Linked DNA regions of Mus musculus: region 1 is linked to region 2. Evidence: chromatin contacts called from public HiChIP or PLAC-seq data. All regions are on one chromosome and are shown on one strand. Each heading gives the region's core, a stretch centred on a gene start, on an enhancer-like site or on the middle of the called end of the contact. The rest is flanking DNA. Distances are from core to core; before and after follow the strand shown. Region 1 holds the start of Itgb2 (integrin beta 2). Region 2 holds the start of Lrrc3 (leucine rich repeat containing 3).

What was found. HiChIP or PLAC-seq counts read pairs in DNA pulled down with a chosen protein or histone mark.
Region 1: an H3K4me3 HiChIP or PLAC-seq map of neural tube shows a contact between it and region 2, with 5 times the contacts expected there. The contact joins the promoter of Itgb2 here to the promoter of Lrrc3 in region 2. A contact is called at or near these places in 7 of 39 promoter capture datasets (cranial neural crest, hippocampal neurons, liver and 3 more), 8 of 484 Hi-C or Micro-C datasets (adipose-derived mesenchymal stem cells, granulosa cells, liver and 4 more) and 3 of 115 datasets of contacts at active chromatin or transcription factors (astrocytes, memory CD8 T cells and neural tube).

Annotation. Positions count from the first base shown.
Region 1 is chr10:77,528,078-77,534,616 of GRCm38.p6, forward strand. Itgb2 (integrin beta 2) reads left to right here and starts at 2,293. Exons shown (of 16, transcript NM_008404.5): 1 at 2,293-2,382.
Region 2 is chr10:77,900,080-77,907,051 of GRCm38.p6, forward strand. It overlaps Lrrc3 (leucine rich repeat containing 3), which reads right to left and starts at 2,457. Exons shown (of 2, transcript NM_145152.4): 1 at 2,320-2,457; 2 at 1-1,653. The coding sequence starts at 1,521. The coding sequence ends at 748.

The DNA of each region.
Region 1 (6,539 bases), core at 1,043-3,542, 370 kb before region 2:
GGGGCACCCACACAGACATACACACAAACACATTAAAAAAAAAGTGCGCCGGGCGTGGCAGCACTCGCCTTTAATCCCAGCACTCAGGAGGCAGAGGCAGAAAGATCTCTGTGAGTTTGAAGCTAGCCTGGTCTTTCAGGGCAGCCAGAGGTCCTGTCTCAAAACAAAAATTAATTAATTAGCTAATTAATTAATTAATTAAAATTTAAAAGATAAAATTTAAAATTAAACTTTTTTTTTAAGAAAGGAAAACTTGAACCCCTACTGAGCTCCAAGACACACCACAGACTTCCCCACCAAGATGGCCTGTATCCCAGGTGATGAATCCTCCCTCCCTTAAAGTTCTTCTTGTCAGGTTTGGTTTCTGTGATAAGAACTCCCACTGATACCACACTACACGTGTTTGAAGGTCTGTGGCTCCATCGGTTTGCTCCAGTCTCAGTTTTCCTTTTGAGTGTATTGAAAAGTGATCAAGATTGTGGTGTCTTTGTGAGTGCTGTGGCGTATGCCCACGTTTGTCTGTTTGTGAGGGAGCTGGCTTGTGCATGCATGCTCTCGTGGAAGCCAGGGGTCTTCCTCAATTGCCCTCTGCCTCATTTTTTGAGACAGGATCTCTTTGCTGAGCTCAGAGCTTACCGATGAGCTAGACTGGCTGACCAGTGAGCATCAAAGATCCAAGAGGACAATAGTCCATATCTCCAGCTCTGGAGTACCAGGCACACACAGCCACACCCAGCTTTGCGCATGCCCAATGGGGTGCTGAGCTCACGTCATCAAGTTTGTGTTGCAAGCACTTTACCCTCTGAGCTATCTCCCTGGCCTCTGAACTATGCCTTTCTGATATTTGGTGGTGTTTGTTAGTATTTTCTACAAGTATGTGCAGGTCTTTCATTCTTGACTTTTGTCCCCCGTTCCCCGTCCTTTATGAGCTAGGATCTTACAGTTCTGCCTGGCTGGTCTTGAATTCACAGCGGTCCTCCTTTTTTTTTTTTTTTTTTAAAAAAAAGATGTATTTGTTTTTTTTATGTACATGAGTACACTGTAGCTATCTTCAGACACACCAGAAGAGGTCATCGGATCCAATTACAGATGGTTGTGAGCCACCATGTGGTTGCTGGGATTTGAACTCAGGATCTCTGGAAGAGCAGTCAGTGCTCTTAACCACTGAGCCAGTGGTCCTCCCGCATCAGCATCCTACATTCTGGTATTACAAGTGTGAACTGATACACCTGCTTTCCAACAATGTTCTTTCAACAGTTGGCATCTTTTGCACATTTTTTTTCAACTGTGAGAAGATATAGAAAATATGCATAAAGGTTCAGGGCTATTAACTTCTTGTAACCCTCTCAACCATTATCACCAGGATGTCCTGCATAGCTGATGTCCCCACTCCACAGCTTTATCTTCATGTAACTATGTCTTTAAAAATTCTACCAAGCATACTACACGAAGAAAGAGTAACACATGAACACCCAGGTCTTCAGCCAACACCCCCCCCCCCAACCCTCCGCTGTGGTCACCTCCTGGCCTCTGTCTTGTATCCACACCCACCTCCAACCCCCATCCTGATTACAAGGAAGAAAATCTGCCATGTTTTTCTACCATTTGCGAGCATTTCAGCATGTAACTCTAAAGATGCAGGTAGTGGGATGTAACCATGAAACATTGTTGCGGAAAGAATTAACTGTTTCTCAACAAGGCTGACATCTCAAATCTTATGCTAAAGGTTCCCAACTCCCTTTGGTGTCTCTCTTTCTGCCCTCTCTCCTCTTGCAACTAGTCAGGTGGGGTTTTGTTCACCACTAACTTTGTGATTGAGCTCCTACAGTGTTACTTAACACATCCCTCCATGCCCCACTCTGCCCCATTTCTCTGCCCAGGACCTTCCCCTGCCTCCTTCTTCCCATTCGCCTGCTTCCTCGAGTGGGCTACCACCTCAGCCCATCCACTTGTAGCTGGGTCCTTCTCCCAGACTGAGAACCCACACAATCAGCCTCTGCTTCCGCCTGCTGGTCCATGAATCCCTACCTCTTCTTGACATGTGAGAGAGCCCCTCGATGCTATCAATGGCTGCTGCTTCCAACAGTAGCCCCTCCACTCTTGCCGTAAAAGCTTGTCATCGCCTACAAGCCCCTCCCTCTCTCAGTGTCTCTTCTCTAACGTCCCACGTGTAAAGGGGCTGAGGTGATACCCACATGTGGGCCAATCAGCCAAATGTCACTCAACTTCCTCCTGGGCGCTGACTTAGAACAGGAAGTGTCAGGCGGGGGGGCCTCAGCGGCTGTGTTCTTTAGACACAACCACACAGCCAGCTGGCAAGAAGTAGGCAAAGACATCTCCAGTCAGATTCTCGGAGTGGAGGCTTCCTGGGACTGAGAGGGGGTGAGTGCAGGGCTCCTGTGTTCAGGTAGCTCTTATGGGAAACACCTCAGAAGTGGGCTCTTCCGGTGGAATTTCTCTTTATGACTCCAGCCCGACAGGCACTGGTGGCCTTTCCCCATCTCTCACCTTGCCTATCTGTCAAAAAAATGGTCTTGTACATGTGGCTTCTGGCTATTCAGACTCTCCTGACTGACGTCCAGGGATGGGAGGCCTGGTACCACAGCTGAGCAGAGTTTCAGGAGCGCTGGGAACATCTGTAACTGTGGGTCAGCAGGCAGCCGACTGTGTTGATTCTCTCTCTGTGATAGTCGTGGATGCCCGGGACTGAGGAAGGTCAGCTATGATAAGGGGTAGGGGTGGTGGTGGAGGTGGCTGGGACAGATTGTGGGAGGGAAGGGGTCACATACTGACACCCACCTACTATGAATGGAAGTAGATACTTATGGTCATGAAGGTGAGTGTCAGATTGGAGGTAATGAGCAAGAGAAGGAGCTGCTGAGATGTCCATTGTCCCCATCTGCTTTAAAATGGCGTGTGGGGAGTGTGTATGTGTGTGTGGGGGGGGGGGTGATTCTCAGTCTACCCTGCAAGTCTCTGGAACCTGGGCTCCAAAATGCCCAGCCCAGCTTACAGCATAGCAGATAATAAGGAAGTCCTCTACCCAAGAATCCCACCCACATACCATAGTGGCCAGGCCTGGGGCCAGCAACCACAGGGTCATATCCCAGATAGGGGGAAGGTGTCAGGTGACAGACACCCTTTCTACATCCACCAGTGAGTGAGCAGATGAGAGATTGTTGACTGCTGCCATAAGCAGGAGTAAAATGAGCAAGTCCTGAGGGTTAGTTAGGGCTGGAGAGGCCCAAGTTTCCTATCTCCTCCTTTCTCCAACATTTCTCTGTTGACATATGTGGACACAGTCTTGCCGCAGGCATGCATTAGGCTGGGGTGAATTGTGTTCACTGCGATTGTGGAGGAACCATGCAATCATCCTTTGCAGGAAGTGCTGCAGGGGGCCGGGGGCTATCTTTGATACACAGCTTGGGAGGAAGCCTTCTGCTCTCTATGGAGAAAGGGTGTGAACTGGGGAGGCCACTGAACTCTGGGGAAATGAGAGGGTGGGCTGACTGGCTCTGCAAACTCCAAATGTCTGCAGTCAATAATGACTCAAAATTCCCTTCAAAACTCACTCCCATGAGGAGTGAGCCGTGGAGACTACTGAGGCTCCCGCTAGCTACAATCTATCATCACTCAGGTGCAGGTGGTTCTCTGCAGGTGGTAGGGCTGGGGATAGGGGTGTGGGGTGTTGAATGTGTGTGTGGAGCTACATGGAGCCCTGGTGGGGTGACTCTGTAGGGAGGTGCAGGTTCTGACTCAGCTACTTTATTCACATCTCTCCCCCTTTGGACATGAGTCAGACCTGCCTGAGGTTCCCAAATGCTTCCAAGTGCACTCGGTCACTCAGAGGTTACATACAGTTCAAGCCTTGGGGGGGAAAAAACAGCTCAGGGCATCCTCTGCCTGGCTGTTGGACAACCTTAGGGGATGTTCAAGAAATAACCCCAGGCAGCCAACCCAGTACTGGCTGGCTCCATTCTCTATCTCTGTTGCATAAATGGGACCTCAAAGGGAAGTGTTGGTTTCCTCCCTCACCCCACATGCCTGAGGCCCTGTGGATCGCTCTCCATGACACTTCTATAGTGGGAGGTGGTAGCCAGGCTGAGACAGGTGGCCCAGGTAAGCCAAGTGATTAGAGCCCTATGGTTGCTGAGTGCTGCTATCTCCCTAAAGCATATATCTCTGCTGCCAGAGGTCCAGGCTGTTATAGGCTATCTGATCACACTGTGAACTCTGCATTATTTACCAAAGGGAAAAAAGGGGTTTCTATTTGTGGTGTGGCCCATTAGCACATGCTGTTAATCCCTCTGAGTGGAATACAGACATACCCTTAGTACACACCTTTGCTCCCAAACAATGAAGGTAAAGTTAATTTGTAGAAGGAAGTAGCCATGTTTGAAAGTGGTGTCTAATTGAGTGGCAGACAAAGTGACGAAGCAGAGAAAGATTTGACTGAATAGGATATGCCCAACTCTCACTAGAAGAGAGAGGAAAGAGAAGCTACTTAGAGAAAGAGGGGAGGGGGAAGAAGGAAGAGGAGGAGGGGGAAGAGGCAGTTTTTAGTGGGAGAGTTGTACAGACACAGGTGAAGACAGAATGAACCAGAGAATGAGAAGGAGCCAGAAGATCAAAACAGATTGCTAGAGTTAGTTTGAGGCCAAACAGAGCAATTCAGAAGAAAATGAGAGAGGTCAGATTAAATCAGTCAACCCAGAGAGGAGTTTGAGCCAGAACAGCTGAGTTGAATCAGCCAGAATTGAGAAAGAACTAGGAAGGGGTAAGCTTATTCAACAGCAAGTCTCAGAGGCTGAAAACATTCTAGACCTAGATTAGATTATATGAAGGCTAGAAGCATCCAGGACTAGGCCTAGGTTAGCCGACTGAAGCAGTAAGCCTCTTAGACAACAATTACATCAGGCAAATAAAAGTTACGTTTATACCAGGCCTTGCCTCTGCATGTGGATTTTGCAAATAGTCTGATAGGATTTGCTTAAAACTTTAAGAGGAGTCTTATAGTCCTTTATTTAGGAGCTTTTCCCATAGCAGAGCAAGCCTGTGGCACAGCCAGAGTCCTTATAAAGCAGAGGTCAGGTCACCCCTGTCATCACCCAGCAAGTGGTTCCTTGGTAAAGAGTTGGAGGATCTGCAGAGGTCAGGTCAGGTCAGGTCCTGGACTATTGAGGACGTGTGCCCTGACAGCTTCTCCCTCCTTGGAAAACACAGCATCTGGGCTAGTCACTGCCCCCGCTTCCCCACCGCCAGCATCAACGCAGCCAACACTGTAGTAAGAAGCCGAGAGGCTGCCTTCTGCTCCGTCTCCCTGGATCCCACAAACACCCACATCCCCATGCCATCAGTCCTGAGATGGTCTGTGTAGGGACTTAGAAGGTTGGGGTCCAACACCCCTTGAAGCTGACAGAGAAGAGACTGGCACTTTGGCTACCTCAGAAACAACCTAAGCAGGAAGCCATCCGTCAGCCTCACAATGCTATTTTGCAGCACCACCCCAACAACTTTCTGAAAGCTGGGCATTAGTTTAGGGTCAAGAGGTCTCAGGGTTCTCCACAGAAATGAGCCAACGTGAGGCAGGCCCTTCAACGGATAGGATGAGGCCCAGTGAACTATGGGAGGAAAATCTACTTTGTTGAGTCTATTGACGCAGAGGTTAATCTTGGAAAATGCCTGCCTAGTAATGTCCAGCCCCATGTTAGAACCAGTGTTTGGGCTCTGTAGCTCAGCCACATAGACACGGAGGGCCACCTGTGCAGAATCCTTTGCCTCCGTTGAGAGGAAACAGAGTGGCCTGTCTGTGAAACCCATGCAGCTGGGCCTAGGTCTAGAAGTATCAGCTCTAGGGCGGAGCCAATGTGTACATAACTTGCTGCTGTGTCTGGTTCTGGGGCTTAGGTGACAGGCTGGTCCTCTTGGAGCAAACCCACAGACTGAGGCCAGGCATAGGTTAATAGAGACACAGGCTAGCCCACATGCTGGTGTGATCTCCATTACTGTTTCTGGAGAACCACTGTCCACTTCCAGAAGCTAGCCCTGACACCCGTGGGCCTTCCATAACAGGGTCCCTACCAGTGATTCATTGCAACCAGTTATGGCCTATGTGCAAGAGATATGGACATGGGCGTGCCAGGCCTCTATGATGCTCAGATCCGGCCTGTGAGAGATGTAGGGACTTCAAGGCCTCGATGCTGCTGCTTTCAAGGCAGAAGTCTCAAATGGGCAAGGATCTCCCTGAGCTCCAGGGTCTAAGGATGCTCATGGTCAGTTCCCAAGGGAAGCCATCAACGGTGCCCTGGGGTGCTGTTTGGAATGGTGGGAGCTTTGGAACATTCAGAAACTCAGCCAGGGCGGGGGCAAGACACAGGAAAATTAAGCCTATGAATCTCTGAGAGCAGCCTGGATATCCCAGTCCACGGCCCTGAAGAGACCAGCAAGCGCTTACAGCTAGCAAAGGTCTGATGAGCAGGTTCCCATAGCAGTGTGAGGTCACCATTCTTCCTCTTCCCGAGGTCACGATGGAACTCTCC
Region 2 (6,972 bases), core at 1,207-3,706:
AAGAGCCACCGAGGTTGACAGGTTTCCACTGCCCAGGAATGGATAGAAGTGGCAGAAGCTGAGGCAGCCCATAAGTGGTCTAGCAGCTGACACGGCCATGGTGAGCCCATGCTGGACCTTTCTCACGTTTCTCCATTTTCTCCCTCTCGATGGACTGACATTTTGGCACAAGGGCAACTAAAGAACTCCCAGGACAAAGGTCAGAGCAGACCAGTGCAGGCTGGACTTTGCACTGACCTCTCTGGAAAGGTCTAGATTGCCGGTACTTTGCTCTGGGAAAGGGCAAACATCTCTGTGTTCAGATGTACTGGGAGAGCAGGGGTAAACAGAAATGAGCCATTCCCCGGTGGCAAAACTGCTGGCGCCATCCTCCCTGCCAGGGCCCCCATCCTTGCGTGCACAAGTATTTACTTCCCACAGCATGGTGTGGGAAAGGGAGGTTGGCAGATCAGACGGCTCACAGACCTATACCACAAACAGCCTGGGTTTAAGTGGCAGCTGAAGCCAGCCTTGGCAAGGAGTTCCGTTTCTCTCGACCTCCATTTACCTACCCATTAAGATGGGCAAACCCCCCTCCCCCCGCTACAGTGTTAGGCAGTGGCTGCAGGGACCAAATACCAACTATGAAAGTGCTTTTTTGGGCTGAACAGCTGCAATGCACCTCCCTGGGGACACAAGAGCACCATCACCTCCACCTGCTGCAGAAAGACAGGGTAGCCAGGCTCAGTGGCCCACCGGAGGTGGGTGCTAGGGCACAGGGCTAAGAGGCTCCTTGGAGACTGGAGCACTAGGCAGGGACTTCAGGTACTCCAGGTGTCGTCTGGCATCCTCCTGGTTGTGGCGTACGTAGTACACTACGTAGGCAATCACCATGGTAAACCAGCCGAACATGGTGACCAGCATGGCGACATCGGTGGTCTTCCGGTGGGTACTGCAGAAGCTGGCACCTGAGTCCAGGACCTGGATCAGCGGCTTGCCCACAAACTGCTCCTGCGCTGAGGTGTGGCAGGCAATTTCATCCACGGAGTCCGGGTCCAGCTTTAGTTCCCACAGGGCCTCCTGCAGGGCACACTCACAGTGCAGTGGATTGTGGGACAGGCGGATCTTGGCACTCAACTTGCCCAGGGCGTCCTTTGGAATTCTTCGGATGCGATTGTGGGATAAGTCCAGCAGCCGCAGGCCCCCAGCCAGACCTGAGAAGGCTGCTGGCCCAATGGCCTCAATGGCATTATGGGACAGGTCCAGCTCCCTCAGCTGAGGCAGGTGTTGGAAGGCTCCATTGGGGACTCGGGAGATTCTGTTGGCGTCTAGTTTCAGAAGCACCGTGTCGGCTGGGATGTCCCTAGGGATCTCCTGCAGCCCTCTTGAGCTGCAATGGACAGCCACGGCCCCAGCATGGTCAGGGCACTGGCAGGCCTGTGGGCAGGAGGCACCTAACCGTAAGCAGAAGAGGATGAAGAAGCAAGACCCCTGGGAGGGGGCCAGTGTGGCTGAGGGGCTCTGCCTGCCCCTGGGGCCCATGTTGCCTCCACCTGACCCAGGTAGCTCTTCTCCACTGGGATGTGCAAGCGACTGTCCTTCCTCACGTTGCAGGCAGTCATCCAACACAAACTCTTGTGTCTTCGCCTGCTGAAGAGCCTAGTGATCTCAGTTCTACAAGAAAAAAAGAGGAAAGGGAGCTGAGGGTGACCGCCACTGCACATTTCAATTCAATTTGGGAGGACGGGATCAGGGAGGAAAGGAATCGTAGGCATATCAGGTTTGAGGCAGGGCTCCGGGCTATCAAACATACCTGCTTTGTAACTTACTCTAGAAGATTCCCAAGGCCACCCAGAGAAGGCACCTCCCAGCTAAGTAAGACATCTAGGGCTGACCGATGGCTGGAGACTGGCCCTAGCTAGGCAGTTACAGAACCCTGTCCTAGCCTCTGGTCACCCACCCATAGCTGGGGACACAAGTCTGGGCGGAGGCCCAAGGATCCATCTCTTCCCCATCCCCCAGCTCTAGGCGCGTGCTGGCGGAGGTCTTCCCTCTCGATCTGTGCGAGCCAGGTCGGGCGGGGCAAGTGGCCGCGTTCACCAGTTTGTCCCCAAGCACTCGGCTACCTGTGACACCTTAAAGATCGCGGTCATCAATAAAGCTCGCCGCGCACCCTGAAGCAGAAGCTTCATGCCTGAGGCGCTGGAGACACCGGAGAGAAAAAGCAGCCCCCTGCGTGCGGCCCGGCTGGGCAGGGAGCGGCAGCAGAGAGCAGGGCGGCAAAGCAGGGACAGTGGAGCTCCGCGGGTGGGAGGCCACGCGGGCGGATGGGGGCTTTACCTGAGCGGCCGCCGCTGCTCAGCGCCTTCCGAGCTTCCCGGAGCCTGACCAGAGTCCTCCCGGCGCCGCGGCGACCCGCCCCGTGCCCACCGAGCGGCCAGTAAAGAAGGGAGGCGGGCAAGCCATGGCGGGAGGGGCGGGGGCCTTTGCTATAGGGGAGGGGCCGGCAAGAGGAGGGGCAGGGTGGGGCTGAGGCCAGAGGGGCGGGGTTTGTGTGTTGGGCGGGGCCTTGAGAGGGTTTTGGGAGGGGAGGAATAGGTGGAGAGGGGCCTTGCGATAAGGACGGCGCCGGTGAAAAGGGGTCCTAGTAAGGGACCTTGGTGTTCTGTGCTTTGGGGGACGGGGCTTAGCATGTTGTGGGTGGGAGGGGCCAGGTAAGGGCGTGGTCTGTGTGCTGAGGGGCGGGGTCTCTAAAGGGCTGTCCCGTGCGAGAGGCGGGGAAGAGGGGCTGGGGAGGGGAGGGTCCTATTTGAGGAGGGCCAAGGCCTTAAGGGGAAGGGTCAGATAGGTGAGGGGCTGGGTAGGGGCTGGGGCCTGCGTAAGAAAGAGCTAAACAGAGTTCATAAAATCCTACGGGGCGAACACCGAGGGGGGAGCCCAAGGAGGGGTGCACAGGGTTATGGGCGAGGTTTATGTGAGGGGCGGGGCCTGATATGTAAACTGCACTGACTGGGGCGGGATGTGGGCGGGGCCTGTAGGGGCGTGGGCGGGTTTAGGTACCGGCTTTCTAGGGCATTGGTAAGGGAAGGGTCCGTGGGCGTGCCACGTGGCCAAGCCCCGCCCTGAGCAGCCCCACCGCATGACTGACGCCCCTCACCCCAAGTCTCAGGTCTAAGGTCACCATAGAAAGGCAAATGGGAGCGTCGACGCAGGACCTGATCCTCAGCCGGGAACCTATCACCACCGGCCTCAGGAGGACCCCAGTCTTCCTTTGTCACCTGTCTTCCTCCGTGGAGTCTGCGTTTCCCACGACTTCCATAAATGGCCTCCTATCATTTTATCTTTCCGCCTCCTTATTTCGTGGTTCACCACGCTGAGTGGCTCCCTAGGTCCACTGTGCCAGTTTCTATACTGTAACCTGTTCGGCTCCGGCTGGGTTTTAATCTGGGACTCTAACGGAAGGGCCATGGGAGCGTTGTGCAGCAGCCTTGGGTGCATACCCTGAATGGCAGTGTCTGGAGCAGGGTAGGCTCCTTATTACACCCCACTGACAACACAGGCACATAGCCAACAGCTCCTGGTGGGCCCGTGGCTCTAACACTCTGGGTGTGGAACGGTGGCTTGAGCTGTAATACGGGTCTGTGTCACTCCAGAGGCTTATGGTGTGTTCTTCTTTGTTTCCTGTCTGCTCCGTTTCTCTGCTTTTCGATGAGTCGTTTGTTTTCTTTAATTTTGAGTTGTGAGAGTTCTCTGGAAACACCCTCCTTATCAGATGCATAATTTGTAAATATTGTTTCTTGGTCTGTGTGAACTGTCTTTCTATTCTCTTGACAGTTTTCCCCACAGTTGGTTTCTTTCTTTCTTCTTCTTCTTCTTTTTTTTTTTTTTTTTTAATTTTGAGAGAATCTAACTCAGCGATCTTCTTTCTCTGGTGGAAAATGATTTTGAGGTATCTTACGTAAGTTGTCTTTGTCTTAGGGAAAAAGCCACAGGGTCTTATGGATGTAACGATCTGCGTTTGAGTCTTGGTTTGGAGTTGATCTGGGTAAGTAATGTGAGACATGGTAAACAGTTCATTCGGTCTGTTGTTGAGAGGAGCATCTCTAGTTGCTGAGAATATATATATATATATATATATATATATATATATTATATATATATATATATATATAGTTAGAAGTGGCTGTTGGATTATGTATATGTATATATAATTATTTATTTAATGTAGCCATCTTCAGACACACCAGAAGAGGACATCGGATCCCATTACAGATGGTTGTGAACCCCCATGTGATTGCTCGGAATTGAACTCAGGACCTCTGGAAGAGCAGTCAGTACTCTTAACCCTTGAGCTATCTCTCAGCCCTAGTTGGTTTTTTTGTTTTGTTTTGTTTTGTTTTGTTTTGTTTTTGTAAGTCTGTTACCATTGGATTATAGCAACTAGTCTTCAAGTGTTAAGTTGGCCTGTGCTGGGGGATAAAAGCAACTTAGTTTTGATGTTATTATCTTTGTATGGTAGCTGAATTATTTAACGTGTTTACAAGTGCCGAATTTTCCCCCTTAGCTTTATGTTTTGTATCACTCAAGAAAGTTTCTGTTCCCCCCCTCCCCAAGCTACTGCAGTGGTCAGCATAAAAGCATTCATAAGACACCCCTGTAAGGCTTTCAGTGTCCATGAATGTGACTGTCACTGTTCTCACGCAGGACCCCTCCCGTGCCCTGTGCTTCCTCTCTGACAGTTTGGGAGAGATATGTATCGATCAACTCAGAACAACAGTTTTGGTGTCAGCGGCTTTTCCACTGTTTTACTTTTCCTCCCTTGGTTTCTTCTCTGATCGTGGTCCTTTCTCTTCTTCCCTGCACACATTTACCTTCCTCTGCCCTTCCTAGTTTCCTCAGCTAGAGGAGGAGCTCCTGGGCAGGGTTTGTTTCCTGTTCCAGCGTCAGCACTTCCTGTTGTCCTGTTTCTGCTGCATCCTAGGACTTTGATATTTGTGGGGGTTCTTTTTCTTATCAAATTTAAAATACTCTATGACCTCTCATTCTAGTTTTTTGTAAATACTTATCTATCTGTGTTTGTGTGGTCAGGCAAATGGTACCCAAGACTGTAGGTCAGAGGACAACTTGCTGTAATGAGAATTTTGGTTAAAAAACAAACAAACTAGTTATGTGAATATATTTTTGTTTTAATCTAGGATGTGGGATAAGAGGCTGCTTCACAGCAGGTGATTATGATTTACCTCGTGCACTGGCAGGGATGTGATTTTTGCCAGCTGCAGATAGTTTAATTCTGGGAACTCTGGAGAGAGTATAAGTGAAAGAACGGTGTGTGGGGGGGGGGGGCTATGGCAGCTGCCTCTACCCCTGCCTGTTCCCCCTGCCTACCCCCCTGCTGCTTCCCCTGCCTCTCCCCCTGCTGCTCCCCCTGCCTACTGCCCCTGCTGCTCCCCCTGCCTGCTCCCCTTGCTTCTCCTGGTTGCTGCTGTTGCAATCCTGTCTATAAAGACTGGACTTGCCCCCAAAGAACCCAGTGCCCCTAACCAGCAGGAAGTAGCCTATTTTGTTGGCTGAAAGAGATCTACACCTCTTCCCCCTCTGACCTTCTTTCTCTCCTACCTAGTGTTGGGGTAATTGGAAGGGATTAGGAAGGAATAAAGGTTGAAAGAGTGGTAGATGTAAGAACCCAATAAAATAGCTAAAAACAAATATGCCAACAACTTGCAGAAGCAGGGTCTCCCCTTCTACCATGTGGGTCCTAGGAATCAAACTCAGGTCCTCAGACTTGGCAGCAAGCACCCTTTTCCTGACGAGCCATCTCACCAGCCTCTCCAGTTCTCGTTTGACCCGTGAGTTTAACAGTTTGTCACTCAATTCCAAGATGTTTGAAAATTTTCCAGCAATCTATTATTAATAATTTAAATACATTGTCAGAAGATATATTCTATATTTCAGGTCCTCTTAATTTTACTGAGACCCACTGACGGTCCAGAATACAAAGAAGGTTTGCATGCGATCAGAACATGTGTTCTGCTGCCCAGTGGTGTGTTCTGTGGTATGGAGGCTGCTGGCTACATCACAGAGAAGCTTCTGGGATTACCAACTTGCCAATTTGCTCTAGTAATTACTGAGATGTGGGGACTGAAATCTCTAGTTATAATCGTAGATTAGGTCCGCCAAGATGGCTCAGCTGGTAAAGACACTCGCTAAAGCCTGACGGCCTGAGTCTGATTCCCAGAATCCCCAAATAGGTGACAGGAGAGACTGGCTTTACGAAGAAGCCCTCTAACCTCCTCATGTGCACTGTGGTGTGAGTATACACACACACACACACACACACACACACACCAGTAAATAAAATGGTTTCCGGGTGGTTGTTTCTCTGTGTACTCCTGTCTTTGTTGAAGCTCACTCTGTAGACCAGGCTGGCCTCAAACTCAGAGATCCGCCTGCCTCTGCCTCCCGAGTGCTGGGATGAAAGTCATGCACTCCCACTACCCCGCTAAAATAAAATGTTAAAAAATAAATTTAAAAAAATTGTAGATTATGTGTGTGTGTGCATGTGCCTTGTCTATGTGGGTGTATGTTTGCTTACGTGAATGTGTATGTGAACCCTCGTGTGTGTATGTATAGACTGGAAGCTGACATTGATGTCTTCTTCAGTCTCTATCTTAGTGTTGAGACAGTATCTCTCAACCCAACTTGGCTAGTCCAACTGGCCAGCAAGCCCAGGAATTTCCCTGTCTCCACCTCCCCAGCACTGAGATTACAAGCACGAGCTGCCACACCTGAATTTTTTTAAAACACGGGTGCTGTAGATCTGAACTCAGTTTCTCATGCTTGTGCAGTGAACACGTTACCTGCCGAACTCCCCTACCCCATCAAGAGATTATTTTGTTCAGTTTGAATCCTTCTGTTCTGACAGCATGTGCTCTCTAGACATCCACCTACTGTGGTGTTAATACAGCCATGGCCAGCTTCAATTTGGTTAGAGCA